Regions from separate parts of the Anser cygnoides genome. Here region 1 is linked to region 2. The links are chromatin contacts, called in public Hi-C maps. All regions are on one chromosome and are shown on one strand. Each heading gives the region's core, a stretch centred on a gene start, on an enhancer-like site or on the middle of the called end of the contact. The rest is flanking DNA. Distances are from core to core; before and after follow the strand shown.

Region 1 (4,327 bases), core at 1,346-3,845, 140 kb before region 2:
TCATCTGTGGTCTCCGATGTTGGTGAGACTCATGAACGTCTCCACACGTTTTAAGACAAGGGCCTTTCTCCCCTGCAAGCAGTTTGCCCAGCGTTGCAGGACTGCTAGCAGTTAAAACCAGAAGATGGGCCTGTTTTTTTTTCAGTGGATGAACAAAGCATCCTGCTATGCCACTGCTCTAGATACATCTGCTGCTCAGTTCTGTAATCTTGCCTCAGATGACAGGCACCTGCATGGGACATTCATCAGCTTTCCCCAGTTTTGCCTGCAAATGGGAATCAACAGGAGCTCCCAGGAGCCCCGTTCTTTCTAAAAATGCTTCCCTCCTTTCTCACGGTGCCCTACATCAGGGCTACACTGAACCACTCTGGGAGAGCACACCCCTTGAAGGAGCTGGAGCCCTGCATGGTTCAGGGCCTGGCACCACCTCACGCAGTCACCGCTCCTGACCTTTCCATTTCTTCTGCAGCCACAACAGGAGCAAACAGGTCTGGGGGAAAGGCCACCAGCAGACACTGTGCCCTGCGCCACCCAGGGAGCCCTTTTGGCTCAGCAGCTCTGTGACACCCCATCCCCTCCATATTGTTTCTAACAAGCGAGCTGCCACAAAACTGAGCGAGCCCTGAACCTGCATCCAGTGGTGTAACAGAAGGCAGCCAAAGGGAAAGATGTTTGTGCATCAGGAAGGAGTTAGGAGCCATCCCCTACTAAAAATCTCTCCCCTGACAAGGGGGGGATCTGGTATTACAAAGCACTTTAGCCCAGCACCATGCTTTGGGCACCCAAATTTAACCGGGCTCAAGTGGCTTCTCAGGAGTTTTGGAGCGCTACTTCCATCGATGATGAGTGCTCAGGACACTTAGATCAACTGGATGCACAGCATGATGCAGCTAAGATGCCTCTGTGCTCGCAGGACAGCACCGCCTCAGAAACTCACCTTTTTTTCTAGGAGCCTCTGTTTTTCTATTGCTTCTTCTAAACTCAAGCCAACCCATTCAGCCTCCTCTTCTGGAATCACAAATTCCTGTGACAAAAGGAGGAACAGGTGGTGTAGTCTCTCCAGGTGAGGAACATGCAAATCCCCTCTGCACCCCACTCACACAAACACCTTTACTCCAGCAGGAACATTACTGCAGACAAGCCTCAAGCCCTGTTCCCTTGCTCATCTCATTTCTGACAAAGCTTGTTTCACCTTTCTCCTTTTCCCTTTTTCAAAGCGTACAGCACTGTGTACGCTGCTCTGCCTCTCCTTCCAACGCTTCTGTGGCTGATCACAGACGACGGATGGCAACCACCATCAGCTGCACAAAATTAAACAATCGCACTCAGGCCATAAGGGCTCCTCACTGCAGCGTCAATAAAAATTCTCCCTGCTGTTGGTAGTGCCAGCTTCTATGGTGCTTGTTGTAGATTCACAACAGAAACGCAGATCTTTGTCTGCCTCAGTGGTGAATACAGAAAGCAGCAGCCACAGAGAGATGAGAGAAACCTAGCAAATGATGTTTAGATCTTCTATACCCACACCCTGAACACAGGAGAACGAATTCTAGCTAATACTGCAAGGGGGTGAACAAGATGTTATCAGTCAAGACCACCAGCGAACACCGCTGCAGACACCAGAGCGGAAGCAGCAGGTCGGGTACCCACCTGGTACTTATTATAAATTGCCTCTCTTCTGGCTGGATCATCAGGATGCAGTCTGGGATCTCTCCGTGCGAGCCGCAGCAACATCGTTCGCTTCAAATCCATCCCCAGCTTCGAGCACAGATCCGCTTTTGGGGTCTGGCGAGAGAGAACTAACAACGTGAACACGCACCGACAGACGACGCGGAGAAGACGCGAGCCTACCAGCACGCGGACAACCCTGGCGATGTACCCAGACACCGCACAGGGCACACGTAAAAGGGGAAGACGCTCCCCGGGCGTTCCCTGACGCCGACCCGCTGGCGGCTCCGATTTTAACGCCCGCGGCTGCGGCCGGGAGGGTGCCGGCGGCGCGGGGCCGAGGCCTTGCCTTGAGGATGTAGAAGTCGAAGCCGTAGGCCTGGTCGATGAGGTCCAGCGTGCGCATGGTGACGGTGACGGTGAGCGTGGCGTCCAGGATCTCGCTGTAGAGGCGCCGCTCGAACAGCTGCGGCTTCCACACCTTGGGCAGCCGGGTGGAGAGCTGCCCGCGGGCGGGGCCGGTCAGGGCCGGGGGGCGCGGCCGAGGCGGGCCCCGGGGGGACGGGGGGCCCCGGGGGGCCGGGGCGGGGGGAGGCCGGCCTCACCTTGTCGTTGCGCGCGTAGCGGAAGCCGCGGACCCAGCCCTCGCCGCCCCACAGCCCCCGGTGCGCGGCGGGCGGCAGGAAGGGGGCCACCGGCACGTCCTGCAGGCGCTCCCGCTCGCCGGTGCGCGGGTTGCGGCGGTAGCGAGCCCCCTGCGGCCGCCAGTGCACGGGGGCGGCGGGCGGCTCGTCCTCCTGCAGCGCCCGCAGGCAGTGCGCGGGCAGCCGCGAGCACAGCCCCTGCCGCAGCCGCAGGGCCGGCCACAGCCGCGGAGAGAAGCGGTGCAGCGGCATGGCCGCCCCGGCCCCTGACGGAAGCGGGAGGTGCCGCCCCTGGGCCGCCGGAGCCGGGCTCCAGACGGCGGCCGGCAAGGGACACGCGGCGGCCGCCTTCGCGCTCCCCCCCCACCTCCATCTCCCGTAGTCCCCCCCCCCCCCCCCCCGCACAAACCGCAGAAATCCGCTTATTATCCGTTTATTAAACACCTCTCCGTTTATTAAGTTATAAAATCGGAAGCTTTAAAATCGGCCGTATAAAATAATCACGGGTATGAACAGCAAAGGAAAACAAATAACCGTTTCATTCAGACGCAGGGATTTCCTCGGATTTTACCCGAAATAATTAACAAAAATTAATAATTACAATAATAAAAATTAATAATTAATAACTAACAAAAAGCCCTTCCCCCAGGCCCACAGCACAGTTCTGCGTCATGACCCAAAGCGACACGGGGGAGCGAGGGCAGAACTTCAGCGATCGGACAACAACAACGGAGTTTCAGGCGTTTCTTCACCTGAAGCTTCACAGCATTGAAAGCCATAAAGGAAAAGGCCCGATGAGGAATTATTGCTTTAACAAGTCGAGGCAGCACCCTGGCTAGCACGGCAGCAAGGCGTGGAGGCCACGGCTGTGAAGGTGCGGCTGCTGCCCACCCATGTGCTCAGCCCACAACACGCTGAGAGGGCAAAAAGTGCCTAAAAGCAGTAAAATTGGGAAGAAGTGTGGAGCGCACTAAGCCCTCCACCCCCAAGGGATAAAACTGAGGGTGAGAGCCATTCTGCTGGCGTCCTGGCCCCCGGACGAAAGCTGTGAAACAAAGTGCAGGGACAGGGCGAGTGGCTGAGACCTCCTCAACACGGAGAGCTCATCTTTGTGCCCTGAGGGAGAGCAGGGACGGGGCTGGGCCATCCGACAGCCCCAGGTGATGGGCAGGAACACACAGGAGAATAAGCCTGCAGTTGGGTGTGGGCCACTGCTGCCTGCTCGCCTTTTTTCCTGTATGAGTGGTAGAAGGTGAAGGAGATGGGCGAGATGTGTCCTTGAGCCCCTGCAGGCTGGCACTGAGGAAAAATTTCAATTTCACAGCATGGCTGAGGCCAGAGGCCCCCCTGGGCCCACCTGCTCCCCCCCATCCCCACAGGGCCACCCTGAGTAGGGGGCCCAGGCCTGTGTCCAGGTGGCTTTGGAGATCTCTAAGGAAGAGACTCCACAGCCTCTGTGGGCAACCTGTGCGGCTCCGACACCCGCACAGCACAGAAGTGCCTCCTGGTGCTCAGAGGGAGCCTCCTGTGCTCCAGTTTGTGCCCACTGCCTCTGGGCCTGGCCCTGGGCACTGCTGAGCAGGGCCTGGCTCCATCCTCTGTGCACCCTGCCTTCAGGGATTTGTAGGCATCGGTGAGATCCCCCTGAGCCTCTTCTTCTCCAGGCTGAGCAGTCCCAGCTCTCGCAGCCTCTCCTCCCAGGAGAGGTGCTCCAGTCCCTTCATCATCCCTGTGGCCCTACATTTGACTTCTCCCAGTACGTCCAGGTCTCTCTTGTACTGGTGGGCCCAGAACTGGACACAGCACTCCAGGTGTGGCCTCACCAGACCTAGGCAGAGGGGAAGGATCACCTCCCTTGACCTGCTGGCAGTACTTTCCCTGATGCAGCCAAGGGTACCGTTAGTCTTGCAGCAAGGGCACAGTGCTGACTCTTGTTCTACTTGGTGTCTACCAGGACTCTTAGTACCTTTTCTGCCAAGCTGCTTTCCAGCTGGGTGGCCTCTAGTACGTCATGCCGC
Region 2 (4,319 bases), core at 1,004-3,503:
TGCAATTCCCCCCCCATAACATTCCTCCCCTTTGGACACTGAGTGAGGCAAATAATCTTCAGTTTTCCCCCTTTGCTAGGTGAGACCTGAGCTGAGTATTTCCTTTTTCAGAAAAAGATCAGAGGCTCCTCTATTTTCAGGAGAACTCTTTTTCTTCCAAATAGTGAAACCAAAGACCCAGATAGTGGTTTTTGTCCTCTGAGAAGTGCGTTTGCATCTGGGAAGCTCTTCTGGTCAGGGTGGGTACGACCGGCCTTAGGCTCACATTGACCCTGAGTGATGACACCCATGTGAAACACCACTGGAGGCAAACACCTGGTATCCCAGTCTAAACACAGAGGAACCCACCCTAGTAGTTGCTGGTTGGTCACCAGCTGGAGAGGGATGGAGAACAGGACTGCAGCTTGGGGCCAACCCCCCCTGCGAACAGATGCCAGCTTTGGAGGGGAATTTCCTAAGGCCTTCCTGGGGAGCAACATTCAGCGAGTAGAGATGGAAATACCTCCTTCACCATCTGAGTCCTCTGCCTGGTGTCTCGCAAGGACTACTTCTCTCCCCCCCCCCCCCCCCCCCAAGCAGGGCTCCTATCATAGAATCATGGAATATCCCACAAGGACCCAGTCCAACCCTTGGATCCACACAGGACCACCCAAAAAACAAACCATGTATCTAAGAGCATTGTCCAAACACTTCTCAAGCTCCAGCAGGCTCGGTGCCATGACCGCTGCCCTGGGGAGCCTGTGCCAGTGCCTGCACATCCTATGGACATGTCTCATGTCGTGATCACAGGCTGGACATTGCTGTCAGATGCTGGCATTAAGTCACTTTTTATCAATGTATTTTAGGCTGATACGACTCAGTGCACTGAAAGAGGAACACCCTGGCTGGCAATGGGAGCAAGGAGAGCGTATTCTTGACCAAGAGGGTAGAGTCTACCCGAATAAGCGCAGATGCCTGCAGTTGCCTAAGGGAATCCCACCCCGCAGGCCCGGAGGGACACTGAGCATGTGGGATGGAGTGAGGAGTGCTGTCTGTGGGAGCAATAAATCACGTTTCAGTGTAAGAACTTTATTTTTCTTGCAAAATGCACATGCTGTTGGAAGGAGGCTAAGAAAGAGCAGGGGTGGGTCAGAATCACGCTGGCTCCGGTGCGTTCCTTCTGGGAGGTGCTGAAGGGCCTGCAAGTTCATCCCTTCTCTCTCATGTTACTGGACACTTCTTTCCCTTGTTTATGTGGTAGGAACATCTGAAAATAATTTGTGTCTGTTAAGCTTCATGGGGCTTTGCGGACAAGCAGGGTTACGCATGCAATTTGGTCTCCACCTTGCCGAGGACCAGCTGGGGCTGACCTGGATACGCTCACCAGCTGAGGAGACGCGCTGAAGTCAGCAGGGCTCTGGGGGCTGCCTTCGAAGCGTGGCTGTCGCTGCTGCACGCGGGCACGGGCAGGGTGGTGGCGATGAGCTCCCCCTTCACACGCAGCACCGGCAGCCACCCCACTCCTCTCCAACGCCGTCATGTGCAGGTCGGCCTCGGAGGTGCGGCAAGATGGCAAGGAATACTCCCCCCCGCCCCCGGTTATTGCTAAAATGTAAAAAGTACGCAGCTGCAGGTTTGGGTCCAGCCGAAGATGGATGTGCATGATGCAGGCCCTACTGAAGCGTCCGCTGGGGCTTTCGTGAACCTCTGCACGAGCAATACATGCTGACCACAGAGCCAGATGGAGAAAGTTTGGGCAGCGGTCCCAGGACAAAGGCGAGGACTACTGAGCAAGGGAGATGGGTGTACGCCATCCAGAAGGGGGAAACGTTGAGGCCGGGAGGAAAGAGCGAGCTTAGGAAGGGTTGATACCCTAACCATGTGCCCGGAGAAGCTGTGAAGAACCGGATGGGAAACACAGGAATATTGGGGGTACTGGGGGGGGGGGAGACACCGAGCTCCCAGCTTCGGGGCTCTCCAGGCGCCCCCGGCGGGGCTGCTGGCGGAGCCGGGCGCTCCGGGGGAGCGACTCAGGAGCACGCCGAAGGCTCGGCGCTAACGGGACTGCCTTTCCCCGGCAACCCCGTCCCCGTCCCCGCGCGGCCGGGGAGGGGACGGAGAGCCCCGACCCCCCGGGAGCCCCGCCGGGCCGCTCCAGGCTCAGCCTTCACCGGCGAAGGGGGAGGCCCGGGGCGGGGGCCCGGGGCCGGCCGCTTCCGCCCGGCGCGGCGCATTCCTGCGCCGTGACTCAGGCGGCGGCGCGGCGGGATGAGCCCCGCGGCCCCGGGCGCTCGCAGCTCCCCGGCGGGGCGTTCGCCGCCGAAGCCGGCGCGGAGCCCAGCGGCCATTTGCATGCCGCGGCTGTGAATGGCGTGCCCGGCCGGCCGGCCCCTGGCACGGGGGAGGAGTCTCCGCGCCCTGCCCGGGCCGAGCTCGGCGGCGGCGGCGGCGGCGGCGGCCCCTTAAGCCCGCAGCGGGGCGGCCCGGAGTCCGGCGGCTCGGTGCTGAGCGCCCCGCCGCTGCGCTCGTCCCCGCCTGCCCGGTGAGTGCGGGGCGGGGGCCGGCGTGCGGGTGCGGGTGGGGAGAACGAAGGGTCGGGGGGGGGGGAGGAGGGAACCCCGCTGCCCCGGCGCGCACGTGAGTTGCGGGCTCCGTCCCGCACCGCGGCCCCGCCGCCTCCGCCGCGGCTCGGCAGCCCCCTGCTGGCGGCACGGGCCCGCCGGGCAGCCCCGGGCACCGAGCGGGGCGGCCGGCCGGGGGGAGGCTGCGGAGGGCCGGGTGGCGGGGCAGCCGCCTCGTCCCGGTGCCGCAGGTGGGTGACAGGTCCCAGCCCGTGGGGCCGGCGTGGGGCCGGCCCGGTCTCCAGCAGCAGCGAAGGCGGGGCCGGGTCCTGCCTCGGAGGGGTGGCGTCGGGACCCCCGGTGACCCCGGAGGTTTCGGCTGGAGGTGAGGGTGCGGGTTCGTGGCCGGCTTAGAGCTGACCCAGGGCCACGCAGGAGCCCCGGGCCCTTCCAGCTGTCCCTCGCCACGCGTTGCCACCCGTTTGTCCCCTTACGCTGGCAGTTTGGCAGCCACCTTGTGAGCTGATAGGGGATCATAATCTTTGGAGGTAAAGGTTAGTCTTCCTCTGGATCCAGTCCCTGAGCTGACTTTTCACACTACGCACTGCTGGCCTGATGTGGGGGAATTGCAGCAGCCCAAGGCAAATCTGGCGAAAATTCAGATATTCCATAGTTCTGTGAAAACTTCTGCAGGATTGCGCTCTCAGTGCTGCATCCTTTTGGGCTTCTAAGAAAGTGACCGGTCCTTTCCCCCCTTGTAGCGCACACACACGCGTAGCTGCTGCTGTTGCACTGGAGGGCCCCTTGCGTGTATTTTGGCTTGTGCTTTTCTTTCCCGCGATGTGAGAGGTGAGCGGCAGCACAAACGACTTCTGCCTGGCCTCGGAGTGTTCCTCGTGCAGCGCTTGGTTCTGGCTGCCAGTTCTCTTGCAGGTTGGCCTCGCGGTGGAGCGTGCAGCGTTGGTCAGGGATGCCGGGGTCTGGGAGCAAGCAGGAAGTTGTTTCTTTTCTTCCTGTTTTTGTCCCTATGGCTGCTGATTTCCTCTGGGAAGAAAGCTATACTTAATGGGAAGGGACAAGGCAGCAAACACTGAAGGAAGGGAACTGAAGGCACTTCTGAATGAAGCGTGGGATGAAGAAGGCGCACGATGTTTTAACGGCAGTAACGCTGATTCAAAGACAAGTAGCTCCCCTTGTGCCGTAAGTGGGGTAAAAAGGGCCCAGTTGGGACAAGCTGGGGAGTAGAGCCTTGGGAGAACTGGGTCTGCACTCCAGTGCGTGGAATTACCTTGCTTTCCAGCTCTTCTATCTCAGCCATGCAGTGTTTGCAAGAGGGGATGAATAGTGCTAGATCCATTGAGACAGTTGGAAAAACCAAATGGGCTCCTAGGTGCCTCCTTCACGTTTTAATTGTTAAAAGGACTTTCAGAATGGCCTTGTGTGCTTGAAAGCCTGTCTGCTCTTTTTTTTCTTTTTCTTTTTCTTTCCCTTCTCCAGCCTGTCAGCCTAGTGACAGCTATCGCCTCTCCCTCCTGCTGCTTCATCTGTAGATCCTCATGGCTACCACAGTGCTTCCACTGTTAACCTAGGTCTCCGCTGTCCTTGTGCTGGGCCATTCCTGAGCCGGGGCCCGGCTGTCCTCCCGAGGGGGATTTTGGGCTTGGAGTGGAGGAGCAAGCTTTGCCACCATCTCTGTGCTCCTTGGTCCTGAGTCCCCGGGGCGGCAGCAACTCTCCTGTGTGGCCGTGTGTCAGCGGTGTGCCCGCTTCAGCGGGTTCC

The links. Hi-C and Micro-C count contacts between places; a contact is called where the count stands out from the background.
Region 1: a Hi-C map of liver shows a contact between it and region 2, with 1.4 times the contacts expected there. The contact joins the promoter of MRPL28 here to the promoter of RHBDF1 in region 2. A contact is called at or near these places in 2 of 7 Hi-C or Micro-C datasets (both in liver).

What each region holds. Positions count from the first base shown.
Region 1 is chr15:11,306,805-11,311,131 of Taihu_goose_T2T_genome, reverse strand. MRPL28 (mitochondrial ribosomal protein L28) reads right to left here and starts at 2,595. Exons shown (of 5, transcript XM_066977527.1): 1 at 2,271-2,595; 2 at 2,015-2,167; 3 at 1,648-1,782; 4 at 938-1,024. The coding sequence starts at 2,561.
Region 2 is chr15:11,166,934-11,171,252 of Taihu_goose_T2T_genome, reverse strand. RHBDF1 (rhomboid 5 homolog 1) reads left to right here and starts at 2,253. Exons shown (of 19, transcript XM_066977497.1): 1 at 2,253-2,521. It overlaps LOC136786429 (a long non-coding RNA gene), which reads right to left and starts at 2,171. Exons shown (of 2, transcript XR_010825059.1): 1 at 1,350-2,171; 2 at 1,050-1,246.